2 separate regions of the Gossypium hirsutum genome follow, and region 1 is linked to region 2. Evidence: chromatin contacts called from public Hi-C data. All regions are on one chromosome and are shown on one strand. The core of a region is the stretch at or near the end of the contact, and the rest is flanking DNA. Distances in the headings are between cores, read along the strand shown.

What was found. A called contact is a pair of places that touch in the nucleus more often than the background predicts.
Region 1: a Hi-C map of leaf shows a contact between it and region 2, with 1.6 times the contacts expected there. The contact joins two enhancer-like sites. A contact is called at or near these places in 3 of 34 Hi-C or Micro-C datasets (all in leaf).

The regions. Positions count from the first base shown.
Region 1 is chrA02:98,372,158-98,375,224 of Gossypium_hirsutum_v2.1, reverse strand. No RefSeq gene overlaps it. Among protein-coding and RNA genes, the nearest start is that of LOC107951698, 19 kb to the left of the region's middle. Within about 2 kb of position 1,759, at least 3 of the 9 cell types and tissues checked have an H3K27ac peak or open chromatin away from gene starts, as enhancers often do. A contact at or near this core is called in leaf, where this site is marked.
Region 2 is chrA02:98,036,835-98,039,769 of Gossypium_hirsutum_v2.1, reverse strand. LOC107951742 (probable glucan 1,3-beta-glucosidase A) reads right to left here. Exons shown (of 11, transcript XM_016886879.2): 11 at 2,668-2,925. The coding sequence ends at 2,822. Among protein-coding and RNA genes, the nearest start is that of LOC107951742, 5.6 kb to the right of the region's middle. Within about 2 kb of position 1,634, at least 9 of the 9 cell types and tissues checked have an H3K27ac peak or open chromatin away from gene starts, as enhancers often do. A contact at or near this core is called in leaf, where this site is marked.

The DNA of each region.
Region 1 (3,067 bases), core at 510-3,009, 340 kb before region 2:
TTTCCTTTCTGTCTCTTTCCCACCAACCAAACACAGAACCAAAACCCAAATAAAAATTTAAAAGAAAATGAAGTGTTTTTTTTTTTTTTTGTAAGTTAATGCATAAAATGTTACTCTGCCCTATCTACTACCTGCATTTTGAAACGGGAAACGGGGATTCCAGGGATGAGCAATAACGGGACGGTGAGGCAAAAGATTGAAGGGAAAAGAAAGTTTTTTTTTGTCAAATTCTATATTATATCCTTGCACTATGCATTTTTAGTGGATATAGTCCCTCTGTTATAATTTTATCATTTCTAATCTTCTACCTTTTGAAATGCATATTTTCAATTATGTTATTATATATATTTAAAAATAAGATACATCAAATTATTTAAAATATATATTTTAAAATAAGTTTGTATAAGAATTGAAAACGCACATTTTGAAAAGTATGAGTGTATTTGTAAGACACATTGCACTTTTAGGTAACGTTTGGTATGATGAAAAATAGTCACTTTCTTGATAATTTAATTAGTTGGAAAGTTATTTGAATGTTTGGTATATCAAGTTTTATTTACTTTTTTTGGAATCTAACTTTCCGATAAACATAACAACGTGATTCACATGATAAAAGGTGAGAAAGTTAAGACGAAATTAACCCTATTTTATATTGATTTAGTGTATTAGTCTATTAATTAATGTAAAAAAAGAGAAGAAACAAGTGTTACCTCATTCCTTCTTCCTACTACTTGGTTTTTTCTATTACTTTAACGGATTCTTATAAATAAGTTTTATTTTTCAGCTACAAATTTGATTTAGCACTTGTATGCGTATGAAATATATTTTTTAGTAAATGAGTAGAAATATTCCATTAAACGATGTAGGAATTGTGGGTTAGAGTGCCAATGACTTTACATTCCTATGATTTAACTATTTTTTTATATACCTATGGATTAGCCTTTAGTTAAAAAAAACGTGATTTCAAGTGTTTTTTTAATTTATCCCCAAACAAGTTTTATATATCCATGATTTTGTATATATATTATAATTTTTTAATTATGATTTTGTATATAGTTGGAATCAACATGATTTTTTTAATTTATTTCAATGAAAATTATAATTTTCTTGTACTAATCAAAACTATAAATTAAAAATAATAATTTAAGAATTATCAATTAAGTTTTATTATTAAATAAATGACTAAAATATTTGTTAAGAATAAAATTTATTATAAAAATTAAATACATGAATATCATCTTTTATTTAAGAATGGTAAATTGGTAAAGTATCATTACGTTTTCTGGAAAGTACTTAATTAACTAAACGTGATAATATAACTTTTCTGATATTGTAATTGATACCTTCTAATGTATATCAAATGTTGTAAAGTAACTTTACTATCAATCATATTCCTCGCAATCACATTCCATTGAAATCATAATATGGAAAAGCAGCAAACGATAACTTAAGTAGAGAATAAATGTTTAAAACTTAGAAACAACATATAATCATGAATCTCAAATATAGACACTAAAACAAATATGGATGATAAAAAAAATCAAGAGGGACTACCCAAACATGGTTGGAGGAGTAGTTAGAGTTCCCATTTGACATCTAGACAATGCGGGTTCAAACCCTATCATCCCTTCCCCCTGGAATGTAATGATAAGAAGAAATCAAGAGGGACTAAATACACTAAAGATGCATAGTATAGGGAGGTTACATAAAGATTGACCATAGGTTTAGAGAGAGAGAGAGGAAGGAGGGAATTGCGGGGAAAAGGGGAGTGGATAGTGACAGGACGAGAAAAAGAGTGGGAGGACCTTGATTTCCATTTTCCATATTCTTTGGCAGCCTTTCTTTCCTTTTTCCCTCCTCTTTTCTTTTCTTCTCCAAAACAAAGAAGAATAAAATAAATAAATAAGACAGTGGCCCCCAGCTTTGGTTCTTATGGCACCACTATTTCCCTACCAAAAAGCAAAAAAAAAAAAAATGAAGTAACAAACAAAGAAACAAAACCCCATCTCATTTGTTTTCTTTTGCTTCTTATAACATCATCTCTCATTTTCCCCATAATATTATATATTCCTTCAATGTGCTTCATGATCAGTATTTTTCAGTACTTTCTTCTCTCCTTTTTCTTTGTCATTCAAATATATTTTTGAGGTTCAAATATGCTTGGTTTTGAAAAAAAAAATCAATGTAACTATATACTTTGAAATGATTTAAGGAACATATCAATGTCTAGTACAGAGCTAGCCATAATGAAGACCACTTCTTTTGATACGATAAAAAGGTTACAACATTTGGTATAGCTATATAAAGGTAACTCCCTTTTATTTTCTAACGTCCTCCACACACACACACACATATATATAATGCATGTTAAATTGAGTTGGAAAAAAATTCAATATCTTTCAAATAAGATTTAATTTCAAGTCTTGTGATTGAAAGAAACATCATTAAAAATTATCTCTATTTAAAGATTTAATTTAACATTTTATAAAATTTAATTAAAATCCAATATAACTTTGAAATATCAAAATATCTTACACCAAAGATATATACATCATTGCTTTCTTTTTAAATCATTATTTTCTCCACTTCTTCCGAGGTTTATTTCTATTTCCTTTCGGTTCGTCGATAAGGGTTTTTAATTGGCACCTGGGATTTATTTTCTCTTTATTTTCCTTGAAAAGATAGAATTAATATTAATTTTTATTGGGACAATATGAAACTAGTAATACAATTTTATAATTAATTTTTCGTCAAACCTAAATTACATGTTTCAAATTGAATTATGTAATGTTTTGAATTTTTTTTATATTAATTTAATTCAAGATTCAATGGCTGAATAATAATCTCAAACTTAAATACATTAAAAAGAAGTGAAAGAGTCTATATAGTATGAATATATATCCTTTTAGTTTTTAACAATCATCTCATCTGTTGATAGAAGGTTAAACATTTAATTTCAAACCTTAAATGTCTCCAAAAAGGCATTAATATAAACCCTATCCTATTTAGGGTTTGAAATTTAGAAATCAAGACTTAGGAGATTCAACCAACCAAATACAACATCAGC
Region 2 (2,935 bases), core at 385-2,884:
AGAATAAAAAATAATTTTTAAGCCACAATGATTTTTTATTTAGAATAAAAAGTAAGGTGCAAAATTGGGGTGATGAAATCTTTAATGCCAAAGGGAAAGGGAACATTTGGCAACAAGGTATGACAAAGGAGGAGGTAAACTTATGCCACACGTAGAGTCCATCGTTACTTTGACCATAAATGAACTGTGTTCATGAAATTAGATAATTCTATAAAAAATTAAATGGAAAAAATTCATTAGATGTCAAGTTACCCTTATAAAACTAGAAAACAGAAATGAGATTTTGTTTAATTGAAGTAACACATAATGTATTGAAAAGTTTAAAGGAAGAATTTCATATTTGAACATTAGCGATATCAGCATGGGTAATGAAAATTATACTATCATCTCCCATAAAAATCAATGTTTTTAAAATCATGTAATATTTTTTAATAAAATGCTTAAAATATGCCTAATTAATATAACTGATAAATTGAAACATACCCAAAAAAAAATGTTTGGTTCACTAAACACTAAACTGAAAATTTTTAAAATTATCTCCTAAGGTAAAATACAAATTTTATTTATTTTAACAATTAAATGGCTGCTCTTAGTGGCATGTTTTGATTATTTTCTTTGTTTTGGTCTATGTTGTTTCATTCTTCGTGGACTTTGCTTTGAGACTGGTGGTTCATGGAGTAAGGGATAGCAGCGTTGACTATAGATGAGGGTGAGGAGGAGCCATGGAAAATAAATACTGGAGATAAGGGTACGCCTTTGGCTGGTTGTTTTCTGACAGCAAGTATTATAAACTTCCAATCTATGAGGAATACTTTTGTTAACTTATGGCATCCGATTGGAGGGGTTACAATATTGGATCTGGGGGAGAAGCGGCTCCTCTTTTAAGTTCTATTACGAGGTTTGATAGAGCGATTGTTGGGGGTCCTTGGACCTTTAACAATTACCTCCTTGTTTTCCAGAGTGAAGGAAGGTGATGATCCTCAAAAACTCCTGCTCTTCTTTGTGAATTTTTGGGTACAAGTGCATGACTTGCCAAAGGGATTAATGTCCGAGCAAATGGTAACTCAATTTGGTAATTTAGTGGGGAGGTTCGTGAGTTATAATTCTAAAGCTGGTAGTAAGGGGTTAATACGTATCCGGGTAGCTATAGATGCTCCAACTGCTGTTGAAGAGGAGAAAGAAGATTTTTCTGGCCTCAGGGTCTCAGGCATATGCTTGGTTTCTCTATGAGAGACTTACGCTTCTTTGTTTCTTGTGTGGGAGATTAGCCCATGCAGAAAGCTTTTGTCATGTACGTGCAATACATGGTAGGAAGGAATTACCGCTGGAGTAGGGTACATTTCTGAAAGCGCCGAGGAGGAGGTCATCGCCGGTTACCAGCTGTTGGTTACGTGAAGAAGGTGATGTCTACGAAGAGCAAATTACGGGGGGATAAGGACGGAAAGGGAAAGATTATAGTTGATTATTCTACTTCCAATCTCATAAATTAGTATAGCGCTAGTTTAGGGATTAATTTGGCTGGCAATTATCAGATTGAGAAAGCGTGGATTTCTTTTGCGCATATCAAGGAATGTGAGGATATGTGGGCCGTTTGAATGAGGACAATACCATTAATACTACGGACGGTTAATAGAGGCCTAGGATGGGTGTTGAGAAAGGGACTAATGGGCTGGGCAATGACCAAGATGAATTAATGGTGGATGAGACTATTATTGGTAATGGAAATTTTTATCGGTGGGATTCGGTGGCCAGGCCTGCCGGCAGCCATGGAAATTTTAAGCTTAAACTGTCGAGGTCTCGGCAACCTCCGGGAAGTTCGCACCCTTCAAGAGTTGATCCGTCATCATAGGCCGGATTTTATGTTTTTAGTAGAAACTTTAGTTTATGGTGGGCCGTTAATTGTTTCGGGGTAGATCGTTTAGGAAGAGGAGGTGGGCTCAAAAAATTGTAGGATAACAGAGTTGATATTCGGGTGATTAATTATGCCCCAAAATTTATCAACGAAGCTTGTAAAGAGGTGGATGGCTTGAAATGGAGGCTGACTTGCTTTTTTGGGTTTTCGGAAAGAAGTCGTAGGAGGCAGTCATTGGAGTTACTGAGATCTTTGGTGTCGTTGGGAGGGAAGCGTTGGGTTGTGATTGGCGAGCATGGAGGATAAGGAAGGGGGAAGCCGATCACCCTCATTTAATTTGATGGTTTTAGGAGAACCTTGGGTGACTGTGATCTTCGTGATGTGTGTTGGAGGGGTTATAGATTTACATGAGAGAGAGGTAGGGGCTCAGCAGAATGGGTGCAAAAGAAGTTGGATTGAGCAGTGGCTAATAGTAGTTGGTTCAATTGTTTCCCGAACTCAGAAGTGTGATCTGTGGTGGCTACAACATCGGACCATGCACCAATTATTTTGTAAACGGGGGGTAGTTTTGAGCAGTGGAGAAGGAAACGTTTCCGATTTGAAAACAAGTGGTTGGGGCATCAAGAGTTGTGACTTGTAGTTGGCATGGAGGGCAACGAACGTTATAGGTAGTAAATCATAGTGTCAGGCGAAGCTAACAGAGTGGGGATTGACTATGGATCAGGTTCATTATCAGAGGTGAAATGGTAATGATACGAGTCGTAATTATACGGCTCTCCGGGTTGAATTGAACAAGAGGTAATGACTTCTGGATATTTTCTACTCCAAAAATATTATTGGACTTGCACATTTGCCAAAATGAATGAAATGACATGACTGTAATGGAGTAGCAAAGAGCTTAAGATAGGGTTTCTGAAAAAGGAAGACAGAAAACAAAAAGCCGCACTTGATCTTTCATCTTCAGCAGGTTCATATCCAGTTCTCAACCAACTCCAATATTTGACACTGATAGAAGCAAATCGATGCAAGTAAAAGCCATCTTAGGCTATTGAAAACTTTCTTCTCTGAACTACCTGCATGAAT